Linked DNA regions of Mus musculus: region 1 is linked to region 2. The links are chromatin contacts, called in public HiCAR-type maps. All regions are on one chromosome and are shown on one strand. Each heading gives the region's core, a stretch centred on a gene start, on an enhancer-like site or on the middle of the called end of the contact. The rest is flanking DNA. Distances are from core to core; before and after follow the strand shown. Region 1 holds the start of Sinhcaf (SIN3-HDAC complex associated factor). Region 2 holds the start of Med21 (mediator complex subunit 21).

Region 1 (7,173 bases), core at 453-2,952, 2.3 Mb after region 2:
CCGCGCCCCGCCGGCGCCGCCCGAAGGCCGCGCCTCTGCTCCCGGGCCGCTCCGCACGCTCGGCCTGACGTAATTCAAACATGGCAACAGTTCCACTTCAAAGGCGGATGCACGGACCTCCCAGACGCGGCCTCCCGTGCCTCGGAGCCCCGGCCACGCGTGCGTCCCGCCGAGCAGCGCTCCGTCGCTCCGCATGGGTGACCCGCAGGCCGAGGCGCCCCCACGGACACAGCCTCGCTGAGCCGCCGCTGAAGTTTCCGAGAGGACCTAAGGGACAAAAGCCGCCCCGCGCCCCGCCCGGCCCGCGCCGCTCGGGCACACGCGGCCCTTTGTTGTCCGGCGGCATCGGCGACGTCGGGGCGACCCGGACCCGCGCCCGGGGACCCACGCGAGCTCGGGTATCCTGAGCCACTGGTCCCTGGGGCCAAACTTTTGCGGAGTCCCGGATGAGAAACGCCCAGAGGTCCCCGCCGCCGTGCATATGCTGCGAGTTGGCGACTTTCGCTGTGCTTTGGAAACTGGCAAGACGCCATCACCAGGAAATCACATTGTCCTGCTCCCGACAGCCCCGACGGCGACCGCAGCCCGCGGCTCACTCCGAGCTGGACACTGAGATGTAGCACGGTCGCGGCCCTAAGCACGTGGCTTGTCAGGTGAAGCACACACAACAAAAAGGGAAAAAAAAAAAAAAAAAAAGAGTTGGGTGCCTCAAGCAGCGGACCGCGCCGCCGCCTTCATCCGCACTGTTTGGTGCCGCGGGCCACGGCCACCCCTCCCGTGTCGCCCGCACCCACGCTACAGGTGACCAGACGGACAGCGAACTTTGGGCTGCAGAGACCACTCGGCACCGGCCGAGTGCAAAGACCGCGTGCTGCGCGCTCATTGTCGCAGCCGCGTCCCTGCGGACTTCTCCAACAACGCCACGCCGCGTGCGTCGCGCCATCCCGGCGCTGGCCCTCACCAGCTGCCTTCAGCCTGTGTGGCCGCCGGCTCCAGGAACTGGCAAGTTAGTTTCCGAGCTCCGGCTTTGTTGTTCACCCGCGTGCAAACACCGTCGCGAGCGCCGGGGTAGCGCAACACGCGGGTGCACGCGGAGCCCAAGCCCCTGGCCAGAGCAGAGCCCACACGGGATCTGCGACCCCGACCCTGCTCTCCGGGTCTGCAGGAAACACTACGACCTAGAAAAGTCATTGTCACTTTCAGCGTGGATGCAAGTCCGCCGCAGCTCGTTCGTTTCCACGCTGCACTCACTTTCCCCACACCCTGACTTTCGGTTTACCTCAAATATCCTCCTCAATTAAGAAGCGCATCTCCAACGCCTCTGTACAAAAGAATCTGGAGTCCGGAGAGCACGAGGGCAGCGCTCCCCGCAATGCCATCTCCAAGACAAAACTTCCTGTGTGTTTGTGTATGGGAAGGACGGAGGAGGCGGGGGAGGTAAAGGGAGGAAAGAAAAAAAAAAAATCACAGAAAACAAAACCTCGGAGACAGTTTTGCACCGATGTCCGGACTAGAATCACTCACCTTCCACGCGCAGCAGCGTCCCCACGGTGCAAACTGCACCAGGCCAACCTCCTGCAAGCACTCCCTCCGCCAGCGCCGAGTCCAGAAAGATTGTCTCCAGCAGTTCTTCAGTTGCTACCGCGAACGGAGGTATAGATTCCGCTTTCCCTCTGCGCAGGCGCGGCTCCCGGGACCAAATTCTCTTGAATCGAGCTGATTTGCATACGGGCGCGTGCGCGCCGCGGGCTGGGCGGGGAGAGGGCAGGGCGTCCGCGCGCGTTCCCGCGGCCTCTATTGTCCTTTTAAGGGGAGAAGCGGCGAGGCGCGGGAAACGCGGCGGCCCGCGGGGACGGGGGCGGGTCCTGCCTACTCCGCAACGTCACGTAAACAAACGCCCTCCCCAGCCCCCGGGGGAAAAGGAGGCGACGCGGGGGCGTGGCAGGACGCGAAAGGTGTAAAGGTGAGCGTTGTCCTCACCGAATGGCACCCCTTAGGAAGCTACTGAGCTTGGAAAGTTCTGGAAGCTGCTTTTGCAGCATTCGCGCACCTATGCCCAGTTTCTGGCTTGAGGTGGCAGAGAAAGTTGTCGTGGAACCACTCAGTTTGTACTTGTTCCTGCCTTTCCTAAACTCTGTTTGAAGGTGAGCTTTACATTTTGTCTTTCAGGGCCTGCCTGGCTTGTGAGACTGCTCAACTGGTACTTTCAAGTCTGATCACCTGAAGGCAATAACCAACTTCTGCAAATTCGCCCCGCGCACCACATGCACACACAAATTAAAATTTCAATTCTCCAACAGAGTTTTCGTTCTTTGGGGCTTTGATGATAAATTGTTTAATAAAGTCGCATTTTGAAATGGTCCATTCAGTAATTCCGTCTTGTCCCTCTCAAACATGACCCAACCCATAACTGAGTGGTTTTGCTTTGCTCACTTGAACTGAAGTTTTCAAGCCTCTGCGAATTTCATGGTGGTAATTACCGTGGGAATGGTGCCACTTTCTGAAAACACACAAATCCTCCAGCCGTGAAGAGCTCCTCTGCCCAGAAAAACCACTTGTGAGGGGAGAAAGTGGAAGCAAAATACACACTATTCCTTGTGGAATATACGATAATCGAACATCAAAATGTTTCTAAAGAAAACCTAAAAGGGAGGTGATTGTAGAAGAAAGGGAGTAATCTAGAGAAAACAAAGAATAGGGAGGTTCCAGACAATGAGGAGGGAGGAAAAAGGAGGAAGACGCTTAAGTAACTTTTCAGATGAAAAAGTAAGAAATGAAAATATAATTGTGATACTCCTTAAGCCCAGCGACCCATAACACCTGGTTCAGTGATCCTGGGAGGATAGGTAGGAAAGAGAATGTTTTTTCACCAAAACTTGATACTGGTCCTTTGCTGCAAAGTATGGAAACCAACTATAAAAACAAACAAAAAAAAAAAAGACAAGATTCACTGCTTTTGCTGTATGCAGATTCAAACAAATATTTCTGAAATGCTACTTTAATTCAATAGCCAATTCCTAAAACACAGTTTAAACCTACTTGTGAAGACCTCAACGTTTTTTTTTTTTAAAGTTCTGTAACACTCTTCCTGTAAAGGAGTAAAATAAATAAACCTGACAACTGTCACTAAAATACAACTCTTAAAGGCAAAGATTTTTCCCTTATGTTTGTATTCAGGCACCTAAAACAATGCTCACCACATGATGGATTCTTAGTAACTGCTTATAAAATATACTTGAATTTTTAAATTTTCCTATTGGTTTATTGCAAGTTAAAATACCTTACAGTTTTTGCATTTGACCTAAAAGGAGTTTGGGGGCTTATAGTGAACTTTAATTGACATCTTTGTCCTTAGGTAATAAAATTTTACAGCTTTAAGAATTTTTTTTCCGGGCTGGTGAGATGGCTCAGTGGGTAAGAGCACCCGACTGCTCTTCCGAAGGTCCGAAGTTCAAATCCCAGCAACCACATGGTGGCTCACAACCATCCCTAATGAGATCTGACTCCCTCTTCTGGAGGGTCTGAAGACAGCTACTGTGTACTTACATATAATAAATAAATAAATCTTAAAAAAAAAAAAAAAGTTTAAAAAAAAAAAAAAAAAAAAAAAAAAAAAAAAAAAAAAGAATTTTTTTTCCAGCCAGCCTTGGTGGCACACGCCTTTAATCCCAGCACTCAGGGAGGCAGAGGCAGGCAGATTTCTGAGTTCGAGGCCAGCCTGGTCTAAAAAAGTGAGTTCCAGGACAGCCAGGGCTATACAGAGAAACCCTGTCTCAAAAAAACCAAAAAAAAAACAAAAAACAAAAAACAAAAACTAAAGACTTTATAACCTCACACAAAACAATTACACTATTTTGCTACTTAAGTTACTATAATGTGCAACTAGCAAGGAATCAAAGCAAGACAAATAATTTGACACTATTAGGTACAGTATTGTTTACATCATAGGAAATGCCTGCATTCTCCCCAAACCACTGCTGTCAAGTAAAGATAATACTTTAGTGTAGGTATAATGGTACACACTTGGAGTTCTAGCACTCTAGAGGCTGAGGCAGATGGATCTCTGTGAGTTTAAAGCCAGCCTGGTCTACAAAGCAAGTTCCAGTCCAGCCAGCCAAGACTACATAGTGATATCCTATCTCAAAAATAAGATAAGAAGCACAGGCAGTAGAAGGATGCTGCTTACTGGCTTGCTTCACATAGCCTGCTTTCTTATAGAACCCAAGACCAACAACCCAAGAGTGTCTCCACCCAAATGAACTGGGCCCTCCCCCACTGATCACATTTGAAAAAATAAAATAAAATAAAAAAGCCTTACAACTGGATCTCCTCATTTCTTTAACCAAGGCTCCTTTCTCTCTGCTTGTGTCACACAAAACCAGTCAGCACAAGCTGTAAGTGACATTTATTTTGCACTCTGAATTTTGTTATTGTTTGCTGGTTTTTTTTTTGTTTTGTTTTGTTTTGTTTTGTTTTGTTTTGAGACAGAGTTTCTCTATGTAGCTGGCTGTCCTGGAACTCACTTTGTAGACCAGGCTGGCCTCAAACTTAGAGATCCACCTACCTCTGCCTCCCAAGTGCTGGGTCTCAAGACATGTGTCGCCACTGCCCAGCTACTCTTTAAATTTTTACAAACTGTTTTTTTATATTTTTAAAGATTATTTTTCCATTTACTGTTAAATATGTGCTTGTGTATGTCTTTGCATGAGTATGTACATTTGAATGCAGTTGCCTAAGAGGCTAGGAGAAAGGATTAAATGCCCTGGACCTGGGCTTAGAGATGGTTTTGAACCACCCAACACTAGTTCGGAGAAACAAACTGTTCTTTCGGAGTGGGTACATGCTCCTAACCACAGAACCATATCTCCAGCCCTATAAACTATATATCTGGTGTTTATGGATCAGAACTTTTCTCTATGCTGAGCTTTGTTCCTTGTGTGTCCATATGTTTTATCTCTCCTTGCCTAACATCATCTCAGGGACCCTCTAGTAGAGATGCCAACTCTTTCTCATTTATGTATAAAATAAAACTTGGTAGTATCAATCCAACCAGATAAGAGTAAAGAGCATTTTACCCAAATTTTTTGTCAAATTATGTTAAGCTTTATTTTCTGTCAGACAGGCCTATGTCCCTAAAGCAGGGTTTGGGAAAATAGCATGGAACACAGGAGAAGAGAGGGTTTATATGAATCCCTAGACTGCAAGGCTAGGGGTTTTCAAAGGTTTTTGGTTACATAGGAACTTGGCAGAACAAATCAAAATTATTTAGCAAAGCTTCTTATCCTATCATGGTAAGAGGTTAGGTAAAGGGTGTGGAACATGTCAAATTCCAGAAAATAGGTCAAGACATGGTCAAACCCAAGCTTTACAGAAAATGGGAATAAACTTATCTTGACCTTCTAATAAGATGGCTTTTAATCTTAAGATGGAGTCAGGCTGGTCTGTCAGCAGTTAGGGAGCTACTTCAGTGTCTTCCATGTTCAGTGTTCAGTGGTTGGTGAGTGAGAAACTACAACCTTCTCATTCCTTGTCTGTCAAATTGACGATCAGTGTTCATCACCACAGATGCCTAACAAACGTCTGTTAAATGATGTGTCACTATCAACTGTTTTTGTAAACCCAAATGACAAAAGAATATAAGCTTGGATGGGACTGGAGAGATGGCTCAGCTGTAAGAGCACTGACTGTTCTTTCAGAGGTCCTGGGGTCTGATGCCCTATTCTGATGTGTACTTATATACATAAAATAAATAAATAATTTTTAAAAATGTACACTTGTGCAGGAGAGATGGCTTAGCAGTTATCACTACTTTAAAGCTCTTTCAGAGCTTTGGTTCCCTGCATCCACACTGTGCCTCAGAACTTTGTACCCTCTTCAGGCCTCCCTGAGCACCAGCCACACAAGTGGCCCATGTATGTTAGGGGCCACAGTAAAGAGCTTGCCAACATGACTGCCCCATGATATGGTTAAGGCAAAGGTGTTTGTGGCAAGTAAAAGAGAGTCCAGAGCAGAGAGAAAAAGCAGACTGAATATTGCCAATGCTAAGGAGCAGGAGAGCAGGAGAGATCATAGGAGGAGGGAGAGTAGTGGCCATAGCAAGAAGATAGATAATAACGAGAGAAAGAATAGTGAAAATGGCCAGCGGTCAAGAGTAAGAGAAACAGACTTAATGTGGCTGGCTGCCAGGGCTATCAGTGAGAGAATGGACAATAGGAGGAGCAGCAGGGGAAGCTCTTTAAAAAAGGATATCTGGAAGGAGAGACCCCTGGGGAAGTGAAAAGGCCCAGACCAGGGTAACTGAAATTTTTGTAGAGACTGAGGGAGCCTAGAGGCCAGCATGGGCTTTGACAAGCAGCCACAGGTACACATCAGTGGAGAGCCCTATGTTACCCATTTTGAGACACAAAAACCAGTTTCACAAGTCCCTGAGGAATGCTAGTTTTATTTAACCACTATACATTCCTCCATAGTATGGGTTGAGCTGGGCCTAGACTCAATTTTGGACAAAGTCGGTGGCCTGCTCTTTTTGGGGGAGGGGGGTGCTGACTAGTTTTATGTCAACTTGACACAAGCTAGAGTTATCTAAGAGGAAGGAAAAACCTCAATTAAGAGAATGCCTCCTGGGTTGGAGAGATGCCTCAGTGGTTAAGGGCACTGACTGCTCTTCCAGAGATCCTGAGTTTAATTCCCAGTAACCACATGGTAACTAATAGCCATCTGTAATGGGATTCAATGCTCTCTTCTGGTGTGTCTGAAGATTTCTGAGTTTGAGGCCAGGCTGGTCTACAAAGTGAGTTCCAGGACAGCCAGGGCTACACAGAGAAACCCTGTCTCTAAAAAAAAAAAAAAAAAAAAAAAAAGGAAATGCTTCCATAAGACAAGCCTATAGGACATTTTCTTAATTAGTGATTGATGGGGAGGACACAGCCCATTGTGAGTGGTGCCACCCCTGGGCTGCTAGTCCTAAAGTCTATAAGAAATCAGTCTGAGCAGGCCATGATTAATGAGCAAGCCAGTAAGCAGCACTCCTCCATGGCCTCTGTATCAGCTCCTGACTCCAGATTTCTGCTCTATTTGAGTTTCCATCCTGACTTCCTTCTATGATGAACAGTGCTGTGGAATGGTAAGATAAAGAAACCTTTTTTCCCCAAGATGCCTTGGTATTGGTGTTTC
Region 2 (6,227 bases), core at 2,235-4,734:
CGTTTTTTTGTTTTGTTTTTATTGTTTAGGATGTAGTCCCCCACGGATCTGGGGCTCATCCATTTGGCTAGGTTGTCTGTTCAGCCTCAGAGATCTCCACAGCTTCAGGAAGCTAATTATTTCCATTTAAAAATGTATGCAAACATTTGGCCAGACAGTGGTGGTATATGCCTTTAATCCCAACACTTGGGAGGCAGAGGCAGGAGGATCTCTAGGGTCTAGGATAGCTTGGTCTACAGAGCAGGTTCCAGGACAGCCAGGGCTACAAAGAGAAAACCCTGTTTCAGAAGACAAACAAGCAAACAAAAATGTATGCAAACATTTGAGACTTGTCTGGAGGAAAGGCTCTGACTACACTTTGGATATTAGGCCCACATTCTACAGACTTGTTCCCAAATGTTACTACTGGAAGGTAACCAAAACTTTAAGAGGTATATTCTAGGAGAGACCACCTTATGTGACTGGGGTGACCCTTGAAGGGATAATGGAGTTCTGGCCTCTCGTCTCTCTCCTTGTTTGTCCTGGTCATAAACTGAGTTCCACCATATGATCTGCTGGTGCTGACCTAATGTAACAAGGCTAATCAATAACAGGCGACAGCCTCCAAAGGCACTAGTAAGATATCTTTTGTTGACTGGTTGATTATCTCAAGTCATACTACACTATCAAAAAGCTAACACAGACTCATTGCTTTAACAGGACTCTTCAAACAGTCCACAGATAAGTCCAGTGGTTGGGGGCTTTGGCTGAAGTAGGTGGACCTGGCAGAAGGCTCAGGGACATGAGTAAATTTTGGCTAAGAATCTTGGGATTGCAGCATGGGTTGTCTTGAGGTGACCCCATTGCAGCATGGGTTGTCTTGAGGAGGCCCCATTGCAGCATGGGATGTCTTGAGGTGGCCCCATTGCAGCATGGGTTGTCTTGAGGAGGCCCCATTGCAGCATGGGATGTCTTGAGGAGGCCCCATTGCAGCATGGGATGTCTTGAGGAGGCCCCATTGCAGCATGGGTTGTCTTGAGGAGGCCCCATTGCAGCATAGGATGTCTTGAGGTGGCTCCTGTACTTCAGGCAGCTCTCTTCTATGGGGCTGGCAACCTCAGACTCTTTACCAAGTGGGATAAGTTGCAGCCTATCAGTAACCATCTGTTTTAAGTGTTCTTTCAGAAGTGTTTAACCAAGATGGCACGGGTGCTCAGCATGTAAAGGTGTTTGCAGAACAAGCCTGACAACCCAAGTCCAATCCCTAAGACTCACCTATAATAGAGAACAATTCTACAATGTTCTACGACCTTCACATGCACGTTGTGACATATACACACATACATATCACACACACAAACATAATGCACACACACAATAAATAATTTTAAAATGTTTTCATTCTTTTCTGTCTGCTCTTTTATTTTTTTGCTTTTGTGTAGAGAAATTTTTTAAATTTATTTTATATAGGGGAGTTTTGTCTGTGTGTATGTCTGTGTGCAAGATGTGCACTAACCCATCCAGATTTTTGGGGTTTTTTTAGACATGGTCTCACTATGTAGCTCTGGCTGCCCTGGAACGTGATGTATAGAATAGGCTAGTCTCAAACTCAGAGATACAAGTACCGGGATTAAAGGCAAGTGCTACCAAACCTAACTGTCAATTTCATTTGTAAGAGGAAGTGCAAGACCTGTGGAGGTTCCCAGTTTGACCACAGTGGTAAAGTACACTGTTGGTGGAAATGAAGACAGATGTGAAACACAAGTGGAACTTCCTATAGACGAGTGGGAAAAAATATCCCAGAAGCTGAGATCCTCAAAATTATTTCCTCGATTTCAAAATGCCATTCCATCTACTAGAATTTTAAATCCCAAAGTCATGTGTTACTAGGATTTGAGACCTTTGGAAAGTGACTGGGATCTTCAGGTCCCCTTAAGGGCCCATTCATGTTGATGGGCTATAATGTGATTGACGTGTGCTCTCTTGCCCTGCCTTGTAACAGGCCCGGATTTTAGCACAACTTACTCTACGATGAAGTATCATAAAACTGAGGATGTAGGCAGCACCACCTGCCAAAACGAAAATAAAAGTCCATATCAAAGTCCATAGTTCTGGGAAAGTCTGTAAATGTACTAACCTTGCTTTTTGGTTTCTGTAGTTACACTTCTACCCAACTATTTTTGTTAACTGAGTCATGTCAACTCAAGATACGAATTTTGTGCTAGAAAGTTCACCCTGAGGAAGGCTGGGATCCTGAATACCCAGTATAGTCGATGGCTGGCTAATCATGACTATCTGTTGGCTTAAACCACATCTGAGGAGTCTTCTCTGGTGGATACCTCCCAACCTCCTCATCTGTTATGTCCTCCTCTGTTAGGATTCACCAAGAAGGCTCTCTCACGATGACAGTCCACCTTGATAGTGGACTTCCCAGCCTCCAGAACACTGTAGGGAGTAAACGTTCTTTGTAATTGCTTGTCTGTGCTATTCAGTTGTAGCAACAAAAAACAGGCTCACATACCCACCCACCTCCAACTCCAGAAATGATCATCTTGGAAACTATGATAAACAGTTTGTCTGAGTTCCACAAACCAGGTATTTGCAGATTCAGGACTCACTTCCCATCAGAATATCCCCAGGCTAACAGAAATGACCTTTCTGCTATCACCCTTCACACGGAAAACTGTCAGGAAGCCCCAGTTCTAAATTTACATTCTGAAGCTGATCTTTCTTAAGATCGAACCTGCCTAGACCGGGCGTGGTGGCGCACACCTTTAATCCCAGCACTTGGAAGGCAGAGGCAGGCAGATTTCTGCGTTCGAGGCCAGCCTGGTCTACAGAGTTTGCACCTCCTACCTTCAAATGCTCTTCTTCCTCCTTTTCACTTTACTTATCACCCGTTCCTCATCACAGAGCTGTTTAATGCTTTCCATTTCCCCCAGGCACTCCCACTCAGAATTAAAGCACTAATCTAGTCTCCAGTTGGGTAAGCACCTCCTGCCCCAAACTAATTAGCCACCCTTTTCTAGCCATTTTGATTTCCTGGAGAATGTTAATTTCTCGAATTTAAATGTTGTGAATGGCGGGCTGCGAGTATGCTTTGTGGTATACCTGCAAAGTAAAAGCAAAGGAAAACAAGTGTTCCAGATAAACAAAACAAAGAAACGAACGAACAAAAACAAAACCCCTCACAAACAAAACACATTCCAGGCCAGCCAGGACTACACCGTGAGGCATAGCCTCGTCAGAGCTAACAGACAGAATGGAGGAAGCACCTTCCCTTCACAGGCTCGGTCCAGCGTAAACGCGAACCCGTAGCAGCTCAGCCTGCACGCGTCCCTCCTCCCCCACACCAGCCCTGGATCCCACCCGCCTGACGTCAGCAGGCCCGCAGGCTGGCCCCGCCCCTCCCCGGCAGCATGCTTCCTTAACCACGCCCCTCAAGGAGGAAGGCCTGTGATTGGTCCGGAGGCGTCATAAATTGGCCAATCGCTCGCGCTCTAGCAGCTTTTGCGCACCCTTGCGTGCGTGGTGAACATGGCGGATAGACTCACTCAGCTGCAGGACGCTGTGAACTCGGTGAGGGCTTTCCTCTGCTCGCCAGCCTTGCTTTCCTGACGCGGAGAGAGGAGGAAGGGGCGAGGCAAGGCCCCGGGGAGCGCGCAGATTGAGGTCGCCGCGGGCGGCGCACCCCGTGAGGCCTGGGTCTCACGTAGTCCACAGGGCGGGGTCTGAGGAGACGGGCCTGTCCTGAGGGGAGACCGGGCCGGGCGGCTTGTCCTGAGGGGAGGCGGGACCCGGGGGCCTGTCCTGAGGGGAGGTCGGAGCCGCCAGTCTCTCCTAAGGGAGGTGGGACCCGGGGGTCTCTCCTGAGAGGATGTGGGACCTGCCAGTCTCTCCTGAGAGCCATGGGACCCGGGGCCTCTGGTGAGGTGCGAACTTGAGGAAGGGAACGAGTGGCCGCTAATAAGGAGGGGACCCGACGACGGCCTCTCCTGAGGAGACTCAAGGTCTGCGGCCAGGTAGCCAGGAAGCGAGTACTCAAGTTCCAGGGATGCTTCTAGAACTTCCTTTGTGGGGCAGCACACGCCTAAGCACTTTTGTGTGTATCCCTCCCTCGCGTTTCAATTTCAACCTGCCAAACGGATTTCTCCTGTGATTCCACCTCTGAGGCTGAGACAGGAGGATTGCAGCGAGCTCCGGGCCAGCCTGAGCTCCAGTTTGATAGCCCATCTCAGAAAACAAAACACAAAAGACCACAACAAAGTGTTGAGTGTTTGTAGGTTGGTGTATGAGTGACCAGGGCGTGAGCTTGCCTTGCTTTCTGTAGGCCTTCACTCCTCCCTCCGCTCTTGGCGACTCCAGCACCAATGGTTGGAGAGTAACGTCTAGAAGAGGCCAGATCCTGGCCTCTCCGTTTCTTTGCATTTGTTTAAGTCTGCTTTACGATCTTCCCTAAGAGGCTCTTATAGGTGGAGTGAAGCTCTTACAGCACAGTACCACAGAACAGTGAATGTACACAAGAGGGATTTTTGTTTTGTTTTGAGATGGTCTCACTGTGTAGCTCTGGCTGACCTGCACACTGTGGAGACCAGATTGGCGTTAAAAACAAAAAAAAAAAACAGCCCAGTAATCAAAATCTACAACAAAAGCTCCTGAAAACTGCTAGCTTCTCTAACTTTGTCGCCTCTGGCTGTTATTCTGGCTTAATTGTACATGAATGGAAAACTAAATACTGAGCCTGGAATGGTGACCCACATCTTTAATTCCTGTAATCCCAGCACTTGGGAGGCAGAGGCAGGCGGATTTCTGAATTCAAGGCCACCTGGTCTACAGAGTGAGTTCCAGGAGAGCCAGGGCTACACAGAGAAACCCTGTCTCGAAAAAAAAAAACCAAACCAAAACAACAACAACAAAAATAGTGCAACAGTTTTCCATTGGTAATTAAAATCTCTTAGTGTCATTCTGGTTGTAGTTTGATGTAGAAGAGCCTACACAGTATATGCCTGCTGAAAAAAAAAATCTAAATACCTAGTTCTCTGGACAGTGTTTTTTAAACAGGAATGTTATAACAAGGCTTCTTGGTAATTCATCATTTTTGAGAGTACATTGAAATTGTGTATCTACTAGTGGGAAGACTAGTCTATTCTGTGTAAATAAAGTAGTTTTAAAGTTGAGGGGCTATCTCTTAAATGTTGATGAAGTCACCAAGGTACATTCTGTTTTGCAAAGATTCCCTGGGCTGCCAGCCAACCTCTCCCAAGAAAATACTTTTGTAATTTTACAAGTCTTTCTTGTTTTAATTTAAATTTTTTTGGTTTTACAAATCTTAATAATGCTGTGTAGAAGCTCATCTCCTAAGTATGCATATTCATGTAGGTCCTATAGTTAGGATGTTAAGGATACGATATAGTCTTAGGAGTACTGATAATTGAGTTAATATGTATGCCTACTGTGTCTACAGGGAATGTGTTTACAAAGAACTATTCTAGGAGCTTAGAAAGATGTCATAAACTCAAGAGACTTTTAGATGATGCAAACAAACCCCATATGTGGCTAGGGAGTTACAGTGGATTGTTTTCAGCTCTTAAGAGCTAAAGTAGATTGGAACACAGAGCAATATTAACATTTGTTCTGCCATCTGGAAACTCCATGTTCATTTCTATAATATATACAGTACTTGTCATGGAGTTGGTTTTTCAATAAATATTTTTGAACAGATTAATAATGGGTCTTGAATGAATTTACAAGACAGAACACTAGCTGCTGTATTGAGTAAGCTTCATTTATATTTTTCTTTCTTATGACAGTGCTGCTAAATAGAACACTGCAACTTAGAAAGCCAACCAGGTTAGCTTTTCAATGACAATTCAGAATTTTACATTGAAATAATGACAGCAAAACAATAGAAATGTTTATTGATTGGAAATACTAAATGAGGCTTCAGGGGTTAGGACTAGTGAGAACATATGTTTAGTTTGTGAATGGTGTGAACTTATATTCTCAAATTACTTAAATGCAATGCTTTTTAGTTTTGCTTCTTTTGAGGCAGAATCTTATGTAACTCTGGCTGGCCTAGAACTGTCCACATACTCCAGGATGGCCTCAAACTGACAGATCTGAGTGCCTCTGTCTCTGCCTCTCTTATGCTGAGATCCATCATGCCCCAAAAACAAACAAATTTAAGCAACAAGGTTACAACTTGAATCTTGAAGAATACATTTCTGATAATTTACAGTTTAAAAAAA

What was found. HiCAR-type assays count read pairs that join an accessible place to other places.
Region 1: a HiCAR-type map of astrocytes shows a contact between it and region 2, with 6 times the contacts expected there. The contact joins the promoter of Sinhcaf here to the promoter of Med21 in region 2. A contact is called at or near these places in 2 of 39 promoter capture datasets (frontonasal cranial neural crest and pre-B cells), 2 of 115 datasets of contacts at active chromatin or transcription factors (astrocytes and extraembryonic endoderm stem cells) and 1 of 9 other capture datasets (liver).

What each region holds. Positions count from the first base shown.
Region 1 is chr6:148,944,768-148,951,940 of GRCm38.p6, forward strand. Sinhcaf (SIN3-HDAC complex associated factor) reads right to left here and starts at 1,703. Exons shown (of 6, transcript NM_019643.4): 1 at 1,525-1,703. It overlaps 3010003L21Rik (RIKEN cDNA 3010003L21 gene), which reads left to right and starts at 90. Exons shown (of 2, transcript NR_144294.1): 1 at 90-1,653; 2 at 2,170-2,362. RefSeq lists an enhancer at 1,866-1,900 and a cis regulatory region at 1,881-1,887.
Region 2 is chr6:146,639,095-146,645,321 of GRCm38.p6, forward strand. Med21 (mediator complex subunit 21) reads left to right here and starts at 3,485. Exons shown (of 4, transcript NM_025315.3): 1 at 3,485-3,558. The coding sequence starts at 3,517.